Regions from separate parts of the Mus musculus genome. Here region 1 is linked to region 2. The links are chromatin contacts, called in public HiChIP or PLAC-seq maps. All regions are on one chromosome and are shown on one strand. Each heading gives the region's core, a stretch centred on a gene start, on an enhancer-like site or on the middle of the called end of the contact. The rest is flanking DNA. Distances are from core to core; before and after follow the strand shown. Region 1 has its middle 13 kb from the start of Gm41062. Region 2 has its middle 18 kb from the start of Gm15322.

The links. HiChIP or PLAC-seq counts read pairs in DNA pulled down with a chosen protein or histone mark.
Region 1: a contact with region 2 is called in an H3K4me3 HiChIP or PLAC-seq map of bone marrow-derived macrophages, with 4 times the contacts expected there. The contact joins two enhancer-like sites. A contact is called at or near these places in 3 of 484 Hi-C or Micro-C datasets (nephron progenitors and uterus), 3 of 115 datasets of contacts at active chromatin or transcription factors (bone marrow-derived macrophages, double positive thymocytes and pancreatic cancer cells) and 1 of 9 other capture datasets (embryonic stem cells).

What each region holds. Positions count from the first base shown.
Region 1 is chr13:112,110,471-112,117,519 of GRCm38.p6, reverse strand. No RefSeq gene overlaps it. Among named protein-coding and RNA genes, the nearest start is that of Gm41062, 13 kb to the right of the region's middle. Within about 2 kb of position 4,874, at least 3 of the 459 cell types and tissues checked have an H3K27ac peak or open chromatin away from gene starts, as enhancers often do. A contact at or near this core is called in bone marrow-derived macrophages, where this site is marked.
Region 2 is chr13:111,972,795-111,980,128 of GRCm38.p6, reverse strand. No RefSeq gene overlaps it. Among named protein-coding and RNA genes, the nearest start is that of Gm15322, 18 kb to the left of the region's middle. Within about 2 kb of position 2,213, at least 92 of the 459 cell types and tissues checked have an H3K27ac peak or open chromatin away from gene starts, as enhancers often do. A contact at or near this core is called in bone marrow-derived macrophages, where this site is marked.

The sequences.
Region 1 (7,049 bases), core at 3,625-6,124, 130 kb before region 2:
TGCTCCAAGTGGTCCCTCGCTGCCCAGCACCTTGGCCTTAGAATAACTCAGTCCTGGGAATAATGTCTGCTGAAGTACCTGGGTCAGAAGTGATCCTGTTCTGAACCGAGTTTTCTTATCAAAGACATTCTCTTAGATGCTCTGCTCTCAGTAAGAATTTGCTGGGACCAGGGGTTAGCAGAGTGATAGAGCCTTGCCTAGGGTACAGGAGGTTTGGGGTTGGTCCCAGCATGGCAAACAAACAAATACATTTTAAAATTGGAAAATTAGCCTTTCCTGACCTAAAAAGGGTTTGAGGATGTCAAAGCATCACACTGTATAGGAATAAAAAAGCAGATAGCGCTTCCATTTTGTCAAATAACTCACAATACAGAACAGACATCTTCTTCATGCTGAAAATTACCAATCTCTTGTCTAAATGTTGATTCACTTCTAGTGTTTTAACCTTCATTGCCCTGGATTACATTAAGGGCTCCGTTAATGTGGTGATGGAGAGCAGAGTGTCTGGGCCATCTCTTGCCATTATTTTCCGCATCTATGAGTATGGTTCATTCACCTTCACTGGGTTCCTCTGCAAGCTCGGGGAAGGCTGAGAATGAACCAAGGTCAACATGCCGCGTTTGTAAGCTCCAGTGGCGTTTGATTGGAATGTCACTTCCTGCGTTCTCATTTCTATTCTTCACTTTAAATTTGATGGCCAGTTCCCTCCACTGATGATTCGCAGTGTGGAATGTCCCCTGAGTTATCACTAGGAGACAAGGAGGCTCAAAACGACCTACTTTGCAGTCCAGTTGTGAATTCCCATTGACAGACACAAGGTGACCTGCCATCCAGAGACTTTGCAAGAAGCCATGTGTTTGGTCACCAACACACGTACGAAGTGATTTATGTACTGAAGAGCTAACAGTCTCGAGTTCATGTTTCTTACAAGTAACTCAGTTCCAAGCCCACACTGATTGACATTCAAACTGTGTTGCTTCTGTTTAATAACTCAACTGTCATGACTGAAATTGGTGCATGCTGAAAGCCAGCCAAGGAAAGGCTTTCTGCTTCTTGGCACATAATCCTGTGTGACTACAGCAGAGAAACGATAGCACACGTTACAGAAGGTAACAGTGGAGGGCACATTTAAAGAAGGCAGTACAGATTTATTTTGCCAAGTTGGTTTTTTTCTTCCCCTTTTGTGAAATTGCAGGGTGTGGCCACGGAACACTATTGTTAATTGCTCATTGCAAATCCAACCCACACATCTCTCCTCGCCCAATGGCTCTTCTCGCTTAAGATAACTCCACCCAGTTCACAAAGCAGTAGGGAAGATATTTCCTGTCTTCGTGAAAAACACTTCCATCCTCTTGCTGCTTGGGGAGGAAGTGGAAAGAGAATACTGATCCTACACAACAGGATACAGAGCTCTGTGCTTGGGTCTCACCGCTTAGCTCTGATTTTACGAGCAGTTAGAACCTCTGAGCGTTATTCCACACAGGGAGCCAGAGCAAGTCTAAAGGAAGTCGAACAGAGTAGTAAGTCTCACACACATCAGAGATTCTTTCTATAACATCCCATATCTCTGTGGCTTGGCTTTCTTGGGTCTCTGTACATAGTGTGTGTGTGCGCATGAGCACAGGACAGTTATGAGGGGAGCAGGCATGTGTGACCCATCTCTGTGCATGCTCTTGTGGAGGTGGAAAAAGGCACTGAAAAGGACCAGTGCATGGCAGAGGAAGGGTTGGGGTAGGCAGGACCATCCAGAGAGCACACTAACGTCTTCATGGTCAAAGAAGAGTTCAGCAAGGGTCACAGTGTCTTAGCTCAGACTTACCGGAAACAGATACTAAATATACATCATGTAGGGATGGGGGTCCCAGAATATCAGGAAAGTCAGAGAAACGAACCTGGAAAATGAGGATTCCTAAGGGGTGATATTTGAACATGTGTCTGAGTGTCCCACCCAAGAGACAAGACAGGTAAGGAAGGCATTTGTATGTCAAATCTTGCTCTAGTTGCGGGTTGTCTTGTTGTCTATTAACTTGTGACCAGCCCTGCATGCAAGGTGTTCGTTCCTCTAGGAGGGCCAGACCAGCACAAAAGCAGATTTCTTCCCATAGAAAGCCATCGGGAATCTACAGAACTGTGGGATAGTAAGGGATGTGGCTGGGCCTAGCCTCTTTTATTGTGTCCCAATGTTGGTCTAGTCACTGTTTGAGTACTTCATCTGTAACTTTTTAAGGATGACCGGGTAGCTGTAGAAGAACTTCATTTCTCATTTAACTGAAGAGTATTGGTTGGAACCAGGCACCGTGGGCTCAACAGTAGAAAGTACTGACAAACACTCTTACTGAAGACACTGTTCTTTAGACTCTGATCTCAGTGGTGTAATCCACATGTGAATGAACACACTGGATCACACTGGAGTGCCTGTTAGAGCTCCTGACACCAAACCCAGCCGAGGGTGTAAGTGCACAGCCAATGCTGCTGCTGTCTGAGACTGCAGCCTGGCGGTGCTGAGTCAGTATCTCTGGACCCCAGCCTACCTTGGCCATGGCAAGCTTCCTCCTCCCTGGCTTTGACAAAAAGAGGGCTCAACCTCCTCTAGCATTTGTTCTCTGTGTGAAGGGAGCTCCTACAAGAAGCAACAGGACTGAACCCTCCCTGGCCCCTCAGCATGTCCCTGCTTGATTTGCAGTCTGCCTCATCCGACCAGTCGTGAGGTCTCAGTGCCCAGAGCGATCAGCAAAGCGTCCCACTCCCTGTTTGTGCTGGCTTGTGTCCCCGAGACTCACTGGAGGTGTCGGCTAAAGCTGTTTACTGGCTCCATCTGAAAACACCTCGAGGTGTTCTTAAAACTCTCTTTCCAGCTGCAATAGGGACAGGCATGGCAATGAGGCAAGAAACCAGAGGACATAACTAAACAAAATGGCCACAGGGCAGTTTAGAGGAACTTTTGAATAAGTAGCCTGTTAGTTAAGCCCAATATTGTTTTTGCATTAATGCATGCACACAGGATTCATAAATAAATAAATAAATAAATAAATAAATAAATAAATCTTCCTGTCATTTGTAGATCTCCCTCCCCTGCACAGAAGTTAGGCTAAGTCCAGCCTGAAGGAGCAAAGCAAGACAGAGTAGGATTAAATATCACTTTAATATGCTTGAAAAATAATAGCACAAAAATAGCTAATGCCACCATACAGCTTCCTTGCTGACTCTGTGTGTGTGTGTGTGTGTGTGTGTGTGTGTGTGTGTGTGTGTGTCTGGACCATATGATGCTAAGATGTTGGTAGAACTACATTACATAAAGAAAAGGCCTCAGTCAGCTCCTATAGACTCAGCAGCTTCCAAAGGGAAATGAAAACTATTGAGGCCACATGTCCACACTTAAAGATACACCCTCAAAGAAGAGCTCACAGGATCCGCAGCCTGTTCCTGTCTTCACCTCTCCACACTTCCCCTGGGTTAGAATTCTTGCTTTGTTCTGATGCACCACAGCTCTGTTCTAGAAGGAAACTCCTAAGGCTTCCAAGCTCTTGATCCCCGACACTTGTCTCCCAGAGTCATGCGTCCAGCCCCCTGCCTTACCCAGGCCTGACCCACAGGACCTGGCCGCCTGCATTGGCTCAGATACATATGGGGATTCGTCAGAAGGGAAAGTGAAGGAGTCAGGAGAGGAGTGGGTGAGCAGTTGTACAAATGGGGAGCTCAAAGAACAGGGACAGAAAATCCCAGCTCTGCCTCCCTTCCCTTCCCTTCTGTAGCCCAAGAATAACATCCAGGTATCGGCATCACTGCCTCCCACGGGCAACATGATCTCCTTTGTCTTGTATTGAACTTTTGAACAGGACAAAACCCAAATTCTGTTTTCTCCCTTCACTTGAGTCAGATGGATTTAAGAGTTGCTTCTAAAAGTCACCAGAAGGTTAGCCTGTGAACCAAGACCAAAGACTCTCACTGGGTTCTCCTCTCTGGGGTGTCTCTACAGCAGAGGAACTTTGACAGACCTAAGACAGAAACACTCCTTAGAGATGAAACAGGCACAGAGTCCCTTGTCAGAGTGATGTACAGAAAGACAGAACTGACCAGGCAGGAAGTCCTCCTACCTGGAGAGTTTGCGTCCTAGTTGGGCAAGGAAAAAGGCAGCTGTATGCCCAGTCATTGATATCCATTTATGGCATGAGTGGTGTCTATTCTCTTATATTTTGGGTTGCAAGCCTAGCCTTTAACGGCTGAGCCATTTCTCCAACCCAGTGGTGTCTATTCTCAACCTTCACTCCAATAGCATTTCTGTGTGTGTGTGTATGTGTGTGTGTGTGTGTGTGTGTGTGTGTGTGTGTACATGCATGCATGCATATGTGCAAGGGTTTCCTATGTATATGAGCTGGGTCAAAATCAGGTGTCCTCAAGTCACCTGGCCAGGTTCTTTTTAGACCCAGCATGTCTCACTGACCTGGAGCTCATCGGCTGGGCAGCGAGCCCCAAGGATCTTTCTGTTCCTGCTTTCTCGGGCTCAGAATTACAGTTGCCACCATGACCAGATTTTTAGGTGAGTGCTGGGATCTGAACTTAAGTCCTCTGTACTGCAAGTACATTGCCAAGACCGCCCCACCCACTTGTATTTACTTAAAGTAACTGTTTTAAGAAACAATTTATACCCATGGGTGTTCTACCTGCATTAATGTCTGTATACCACATGTGTGCCTGATGCCCTTGGAAGACAGAAGAGGACATCGGATCCTCAGGAACTGGTAGTTATGGATGGTTGTGAGCTGCCATGTAGGTTCTAGGAACCAAACCAGGTCCTTTGAAAGAGCAGCCAGTGCTCTTAGCCACTAAGCCATCTCTCCAGTTCCCCAGTAACACTTCCTAAAATAGCATTTAGTTGTTGAGTCAGTAGTTATTACAAACCCCTCCAAAAGGACTTCAGAGCATAAAGTAGTATGCCCAGTGTATGTCTTTAAAATGCAATGCATGGGAATAATAGAGCCTTGAAAAGACATAGGAAAAAGAGAAGGAAGAGGATGAAAGGGGGAGGAGGAGGGAGAGGAGGAGGGGGAGGAGGAGGAGAAGGAGAGGAAGAAGAAGAAGAGGAGGAGGAGGAGAGGAAGAGGAGGAGGGGGGAGGAGGGGAAGGAGGAGAGTTAGAAGAGGAAGAGGAGGAGGAGGAGGAGGAGGAGGAGGAGGAGGAAGAAGAAGAAGAAGAAGAAGAAGAAGAAGAAGAAGAAGAAGAAGAAGAAGAAGAAGAAGAAAACAAATACGTTGTTCATTAACATTGGTTGTGCCTACTTTTTGATGAATTCAAATACATTTCCACTAAACTTCTTGGGAATGAAATCATGCAAGACGTTCAATGTAGCACACACTTAAACCATCTGTATCATTTCCCCAATGCTATTTAACTGAGGGATTCCTGGGAGGGATGTTGACAAGAATGGCATGTTTGGAAGATCTAAAATGAATGGTAAATGTTGTGTTAAAATATATCTATTCAAATCTGAACTCAGTTAAATGGCCCCAGAAAGGGGGAGAGTGACGAAAGCACTAGGATGTCCTGGGTGGTCATCATATCCCAGGCACTGTCCCAAGTGCTTGACAGGTAGCTTTCTAAAGCATAGTTACAATCCCATGTTCCAGATGCTCTTATTAGTCCCACTTCATAAATGGCAGGTAGGCACCCAGTCTGGTGTGGAAACCTGTGTATGGGAAGTGGGTGCTGTAGGTAGCAAAATTGGGAATTGAGAAGAAAGACTGAATCCAAATCATTTGCTTTGAACCTGTATGCCGTGAGGCTTCTCAGTGCCTAAGATACAAGTGCTGTTCTTGAACCATGTTTTTAAAATGTATTCATCCATTAATATATATTTAGTAATAGCATGCCTGTCAAAACTGCACCCTAGGTGTTGAGCATGCAGTTGAAAAATAGACGAGATTCCCGCTCCTGATGTTTACATTCCAGTCTGGATGGAATACAAATATAATAGAATCCTAGAAATAAATAGAATTAATATAAGCTTCAGCAAATGCTAACATAGAAATGGAGATCTTGTGACATTAAATAAAGGAGGAAGTTGCTTTGAGCCTAAATTCTCATGGGAGGCTGGCAATGGATTGCACGCAGGTAGTTTATTTTGTAAGCTGATCCAAAAGACAACAGTCAGGAAGAGGCAAGCAAATAAAGAAGAAATGCTAACAGTAAGAATCGTTTAAGACTTATTGTGCCACTTAAGGACAATGCTGTGGGTCCTAGGGATATTTCTGCTTGGACACCAAGAAGCCATGTAGAATTCACCTCCAAAATGCCCCCTGGAAATGTATGATATAGATCCTTTAGCTCCCACTGGCCCGTGGGTTAATTTCCCATTCCCAGGCTTACAGGCACAGCTCCTCTGTGTCATCAGAGAAAGCCTGAAGCAGGAATTGAGCACATGAGGCCAGGTGCTCTCACGGGACACCAGGACAAGGCTGCTGTTACTGCAATGGCTGGAGGAACGGGGTGGGCTCAGAGAGTAGAGAGGACAGAAAAGGTGATGAATTTGGGGGTCTGCTGCAGGTAGGTGCATCAAAGAAGGCTTCTCTGGGGAGCTGGTATCCAGACTGAGCTATAGGGAAGGGGGAAGGGGGAAGGGGGAAGGGAAGGGGGAAGGGGGAAGGGAAGGGGGAAGGGGGAAGGGAAGGGGGAAGGGGGAAGGGGGAAGGGAAGGGGGAAGGGGGAAGGGAAGGGGGAAGGGAAGGGAGAAGGGAAGGGGGAAGGGAAGGGGGAAGGGAAGGGAGAAGGGAAGGGAGAAGGGAAGGGGGAAGGGAAGGGGGAAGGGAAGGGAAGGGAAGGGAAGGGAAGGGAAGGGAAGGGAAAAGGGGGAAGGGAAGGGAAGGGAAGGGAAGGAAGGGAAGGGAAAAGGGAAAAGGGAAGGGAAGGGAAAAGGGAAGGGAAGGGAAGGGAAGGGAAGGGAAGGGAAGGGAAGGGAAGGGAAGGGAAGGGAAGGGAAGGGAAGGGAAGGGATGGGAAAAGGGTGTGACCTAAGCAGAAGAATGCCTTGAAAGGTGCTAAGAAAGAATGAGACT
Region 2 (7,334 bases), core at 964-3,463:
GCTGGAAACCGGGCTAAGCTGGCTTTCAGACATAAGGCCATCAGTGCATTCAGAGAAACAATCGCTGCAATTATAACTAATTAACTGGCCTAAACAGTTGGGAGCCGGTTGGAGAGGTCTGAGCTGAAATGTAAATGAGGAGGGAGGGGCCTGCTGCAAAGAGATGGTGTGGCATATTTGTTTTGTTTTGACTTCTTTCCAGACATATTTCAGTTTGCATAAGTATTTGAAGGTCGGATCAGACAGGATTTACAGCACAATGGTATCAGGAATGTCTTTATGAAAACTCTGATATGGTCTAAATTAGGTTTCAAGAAGGGGCGGGGCAGCCGTGGGAGCTCAAGTCTATATCAGTGTCTACTCTGCACCCTAATGGGCACCTCGAACCACTTCATCCGTCACAGGCCAACAAGTGAGCCCTTTAGGGAGTGGATCTCAGCTATCGATTCCTGCAGCATCAGAGGCAGCCCCGAGGGAGCTCCCCAGCCCGCGGATTTCGGATTTCAGCAGTACTCTTGTGACCTTTGGTTGACCTTGGGCTCTGCGAGTGGAGGGTTAAAGTTGTCTTTTGGCATTGGAGCCTGGCTTTTTCCTTCTCCAAATGCTTTCAGAGAAATCCGAGGGAACCCCACCCCTCTGCAGTGGGCAAGCTGCTTCCTGTAGAAGTAGAGAGGATCCTGCTTGCTCCGGTGAAAAGGGCTCTTCAGCACAGAAATGCCTTCTCTTTCTCGAGAAGTCTGCTTTCCCCTCAGCCTCTAATTACCACAAAGGCCTCTTTTGGCGTCTTCTCCATGAAGGCAGATAAAACAAAGCAATGTGTAAAAATCCAAAATCTGAGTGCTTTTAAGGTGAGAATGAAGCCAAGCCTGGCAGGCACCTGACAGACTAAACCGGAAGAGCCCGCTCCTCCATAAACTCAGTTTCCCCTCGGAGGTGATGGCTGAAGGGCAGGTAAGTCAGATGGGCCTGAAACTGCAGCAGCTGGCTCTCTTTAATAATGCCCGTCTCAGTGCTCGGCATGGCTATTTTGCGGCGTGCTGTGGAGTGAACAGGAAAGCTTCCAAGAGAGGTTTAATTGTTTACATTCAATGAAAGGAAAAGTCGGACTAGAAGTGCTCAGATATAATCTCGCTCTGATTAAAATGGTTCTATTGTGTTATGACCCATAACCCTGTTAGAAAGGTGAATCCAGGACTTTGCCCAGCCATGGGCACCCCTTTTATACAAGGGAGCTATACATGCAGGCATGGACGGACAGACACGCCTGGTGGCTCGCAGCCATCCTGGCTGCAAGAAGGGTTTATTTTCCTTTAGGAGTCCACAGCTGATCAGTGTTCTGCTGCCTGGGCTGTTTCATAACTTTCCGTGTAATTAAGCAGTTGGCATGACCTTCCATAGCAAGATAATAACAGGAGTTAGCCAAGGCAGGGCTTGTGCACAAGAACCCTTTGGGCTGCTCAAGCATTCAAATAGATGCAAAGCCAGCTTCCTAATCCAAAACCCAGTGGCACCTGGCTCCCTAGCATGTGAGCACACATACACACGATCATGCACACACACACGGCAAGCAATCATGGCACTATTTCCCATAACTCAGTAACCGCAGGGTCCAATTCAAAGATGGAGGGAAAGTACCCTGTGCACCATGTCTTACGGCTGAGCCTGGAGGTGTGCGTCAAGGTCACTCATTTTGAAACGGCAAATCTCTACAGATCGCCAGAAACAAGCTGGTTTTGAAAGAAATACGTCTGACTTTAAAAGAAAGCACATTAGCCACTGAGCACCAAATGGGTTTTAGTAAATGTATTTAAAAAAAAAAAAAAAGTCGGGCCTTCTTGGAAGGTGAAATCTGAATTGTGTTTCCTGCACAGCACAGAAAGCAAGCAGTGGGTGGGAGAGAGGGTAGCCTACAAAGATGGCCGCTGCCACCCATGCTGTTCCTTTCTGGGCTGCATATGCTGTCTCTGCATTGAGGAAGGAGCATTTGAGTCTCTCCTTGGATCTGAACCGTACGCTTAACTGGACAACGACGATGACAGGAGTGTGTCTGTGACTTCTGAGCCGCCTTCTTAGCTGCACACGGTCCGGCGGGTCCCTTTGAAACTCTGCCTGGCGGAGTGCTTCTGCCGGGACCTTGTCTCTCTGCTGGGTGAGACTCGAAGTTCAGTAAAACCACAGCAGCTTGCAGTGAGCAGCCGGAAGCAGCTGCAGGCGGGCGGGCGGTGACGGAAGCCTTCCCAGCGAGTGCGCACCCTCATTAATAACAGCCTGCAACTGCGTACGGATGCTGAGCAAGAGCTACCCATCCAAACCCAGACAACGCTGCAAACAAGACTGTGGAGATGAGGAGCATGTGTGGGGCTAACAAGCACAGTCTTTGGTCATCTTTTTGTCATAGATTTATAAGAGCCACCTGTCAATGAGGGACAGTAACTCTTTACTGGATGTTTTAAATATATTTTGTTCATTTTAAGAATTTACACATATAGAATACACACATACATACACACATATATATACACATATATATATACATATACACACACATATATAATATACATGTATATACATATACACAAATGTATGTATGTGTGATAATCTATATGCATATGTATACACCTATATAGCTATATAGATATATATACCTATAAATCTATGTATCTATATACCTATGAATCTATATATCTATATACCTATGAATTTATGTACCTATATGTCCATATCTATAGCTTTATCATCTATATCTATATCTATATCTATATCACTAAGCTTGATTTGCACATGCTACCTATATTCTCTTGTTACAGGGTCACCCACCAGAGCACAGCGACCACACTTTTAAAGAAAACTGACTCTTCATTTCTCAGAAACCATAACTTGATAGTTCCTCAGTTAGAGGCAGGGAATCATAAGCCCCGCCCTCTCTCCAAGCTAGAATGCTGACTGGCTTGATCTTGCACAGGTCTTGTACAGTTTGCTGGACATTTTCACACATTTTTCCTCTTGTTGCCACTTTGCCTCTCCTCTGCCATTCAGTTTTTTTGTTTGTTGTGGTGTAGTCAGTAGTTTCCATTATTTGATTCTATGGTTTCTCTTTTACAATATTTATTTCAAAGACCTACTTCATGCCAAGTCTATACCCATTTATTTGACCATAAGTGTTTGAACTTTACAAATACTCATTATTGGGCACCTCTTTTGTGTCAGGTACTCTCTTGCTAGATAAATAGTGGATACGATAGACTAGGACCAAGCTTTCAATGAGCTATAAAGCATGGTCGTAGAGACATCATTCTCATTAATGAAAAATCTGTATGAAATCCTAATAGCCACCAACAGCTGGACCACATACAATGCTGCAAACAGTGAAAACGAGTGAGTGTTCTGTATTTTATCTATCAATCAAGCTACCTACCACCAGTGGGGAATGAATTTGAACCCAGACCTCCTATTAGGAATGAATGATGGGAAAAGGTATTACACTGCTGTGGAAGGAAGCCCACAGTGGAGTGATCATGGGCTGCTGCAGAAGTCAAGCACCCTGAAGGAGCTGTTGTTTAAGTACTGGCAGTTGTATAATTATAATTTTGCTTTATGTTGAAATCATTGACCTATCAGGAGTTAAAATGAGCTCAACAGCAGTGTTCCTAGTTGTAAAGACAACATGAGTGCGAGCTGCTGATACTTCGTGTCAAGATGTCTATGTGCCTGTGTGTCTGTCTCGAGGCCCTGGAATCTGTTTTAAAATTCTCTCTGTGCTCCCTACAATTATTTCAGCTTTATATTTGAGCCAGGATGAATGCTGTGCTTTAACAAATACTCTTACCAAATCGTTTCTCTTGATGTACGCTGGGCTTCTCCAACCAATTCCCTGAGCCCACATTTGAACTAAGATTCACTTGTTCCAGCTAATCTCACCCTTCGTTTTCTAGTAATGCATGCTTATTTTGTCAATATCTGTAGTAAAATATTATTGTAGCCATATTTATTATACTTTTTAGTCTAACTTTTAAAAATGTTTATTATTTTTAAATCATGCATACTAAGCATGCCCTATCTCAAGAATTGCAGAACGACATCCCTGCATCCCTCCACTGCTCTGACTCCTGCAGAGGGCCTTACATGAGCCTTTTTGATCTGTCACTTTCATGCCTGCAGAAGACATCCACTAAGCATTCTCTTGTTTTTAAAAGCACAATGTTAAGTGGTCCTTATTCTCCAGACATGCCATTTCCTTTGTCTTGTCTCTAACATCTTTTTCAAGTTTGAGTCATTCAGTATGTTTTTTTCTCTGTGCTTCCAATCTATGGTCATATCAGTTTGAATGCACCTTGGGTCTTTGGCTCGGTAATTTCCTTTTCTGGTTCTAGATCATTCACCATTCATGTGTGTGCACATAGAGATGTTCAGATGTGTGTGGATAGATAGATAGCTGGAGTGAGAGACGAAATACAGAACCCTCACTCATGGTCACTGTTTGCAGTAGTGTGTGTGCACACAGTAGTGTGTGTGCACACAGTAGTGTGTGTGCCCTTGACCTTTTCGGATCCAGCTGTTGATAGCTATTAGGATTACATATAGATTTTCACTCACGAGAGTAATGTTTCTATGAACATGTTTTTTGAATGATTTTTTAATAGAACTTTCTCTGGGATACATAGGAGAAAAATTTCTAGGCCATATTGTATGCATACATTCAGTCTTACTAGTTGATGCCAGATTGTTTTGCACAGTGATCGAACCATTCCTCAAGGCAATTTTTGACCTTCCACTGCTCCATATTACTCTCAATAATTGATATTTGCTACCTTTTAATTTTTTATTCGTCTGATCTATATATAGATGTCATTGTAGGTTTTTTGTTTTAAGTTTATCCAGACTAGATTTCAATTATTCTCATGGGTCTTGTATCTGTTTCCTCTTCTGGAAAATGACTGTTCACAACAGTGGGCCAGTTGTATTTGTGGATTGAAATTTATGAAGATGAGAGAAGAAATTAAGTAATGGCAAACTGTTCTACTATTGAGCATACCCTGTCCCTCTCTCTCTCTCTCTCTCTCTTTCTCTCTCTCTCTCTCTCCCTCCTCTCTCTCTCTCTCTCTCTCTCTCTCTCTCTCTCTCTCTCTCTCTCTCTCTCTCCATTGCATCCTTTCTTTTCTTATGATCTTTGTTAACTTCACCAAGAGTTGTCCTGACGTAAGTTTTTATTTACTAAGTGTTCTCAGGCCATAGCTTCTGTAATGCATTAAGGGTATGCATAGTATCTTTCTTTCTTAAATGAAATAAGATGCTGTACTCTAGCAAAGAAAGGAGTTGACAAAGGAAAGTCTATGCAAGCATGCACAGAAGAGCAGCCAAAGTGCATTCTTAGGATCGGAATTAAACAGGAGGAAATTTCAGAACCTACGGGCCCTGTCTGTATGTCAGTGGTCCGATAATCCTCCCACTACAGCCAATACCATAGCTTCTGCTCTGGGAATGAATCCCAGCAGTTCTATGTGCAGCCACCATGTCCGCTTTACAAGTAGTGAATCTAAGATTCAGTGGGTGTTGGGTAGAGCTGTATAAAAGTGTCAGGTGACCGGAGAGTCTGACAGACAGACAGACCAGAGCCCTTCTGCATCTGTGTATTTTTAAAAGCCTACATGGAGAGGTCAGTACAAGGCCACGCCTGCCCCTTGAGAGTGGGGGATGAACTAGTGCAGAGTTGTCATTTTCCAGGGAAAAGTGTGTGGGCAGCCTCCTTTCTGTCTGGACAAATGAGAGCTGCCAGGGGAGTCATTAATTAGTATGTGGTGATGGCTCCGTTCAGTTGCCTCAGGACTCAGATCAGGGCAACACAAGAATTTTGAAAAGTTGCTTCTCCAACTATCATACCTAAAAGAAAAAAATGAACAAAATTAAATTACTTGACTTGGAAGCAAGAGTGCTGAGGACTAAATTGGTTTATTGTCAGACAACTGGGAGAACAACATGTCTGCATGCTGCACAGAAGAGCCAATCAGATTATTTCAGCAGGAGTTGTTTATACAAAGAAAAAAAAACCTTCCCAATTATAAGGGCCGGTAAAAAAAAAAAACAACAGATAAATTACAAAATAATAATGATAGCATCAGTAAGAATAGGTTCACATTGTCAGGCCTTTTAGGTGTCATTTCTATTTAAAGACCCTACAGATATTGTCTCGCTTAATGTCATAATAATGCTTTGTGGTCAAATCATTGATTTGATATAACTTCAATTTTAGATTGACTTACCTCAACAGAGAAATGAAAGCTGGCTAGTAGTTATTTTTCATCCATTTTTCTCATTTCCTATCTTTGCAAGAAAATTGTAAATCAATTGACCTGAAGATGGAGAAATGTTCCTGTGTGTTCGAGCCATGAGTGAACTTCCCCTGAAAACAGCATTGATCTAGAATATTCCTCTACCCAGGACTGATATACTGCTTGACCTCACCAGTGCCATTCATACCACACTTTCTGTGACACTCTCCATAAAGTGCTGCAGCATCGCCCCCAGACTGTTCACCCACCACAGTTTCACGAGCAACAGAAAGGCAGCACTCTCTAGATGTCTGCACAGCCTTCTGTTGATGGCATCTCAATGCTCAAGTTCCCTTAGCTCAGGAGAAGAGGTCTGTTGGCTGGCTTGTCAGATCCATTGAACATATTTTATGCACAGAAATGATTTCTAATCATCTCTAAAATACAGAAACACAGCATTATCTAAGATAAAGACTCTAACATGGGACAAATGGAAACCTTTTGTGCATCCACTGGAATCAGGAATCCACTTGAATCAAGAGTACACTGATGGCAGAGGGTCAGTGCAGAGGCTGTAGCCCTGCCTCTGGTGCAGAGTACATGGAAGGCTCCAAGCTGAAGAGGGAGCATTTCAAATAATCCTCCACTAATCAATTCTTTAGCCTAAGCACAAAATGTGATTACATTAGAGAAATTCGAGGCCAATGATTTATTAGTGATAGCATGGCAACGTTAAAAATCAAACATAGTTCAATTTCTGATTTCAAATTCATTCCAAAACAATATTCTCCTCCATGACAATTGGCCTAGTAGGAAACCCAAGTCTACTTTTAGTCAGTAAGTTAGCATTTATTTCAGTCTTTATTCTTTTACATATTCATCAGGAAATCTCTTGAAAGTTAGAAGATATATATATATATATATATATATATATATATATATATATATATATATATATATATTCACACCTCAAAAGAAAAAAATCTAAGAGAACACGACTCAGAGTTGAACCAGAAGTTGGAGCATATAGAGAAAAAATTTAAAACAATTGATTATTGACTTAAAGTC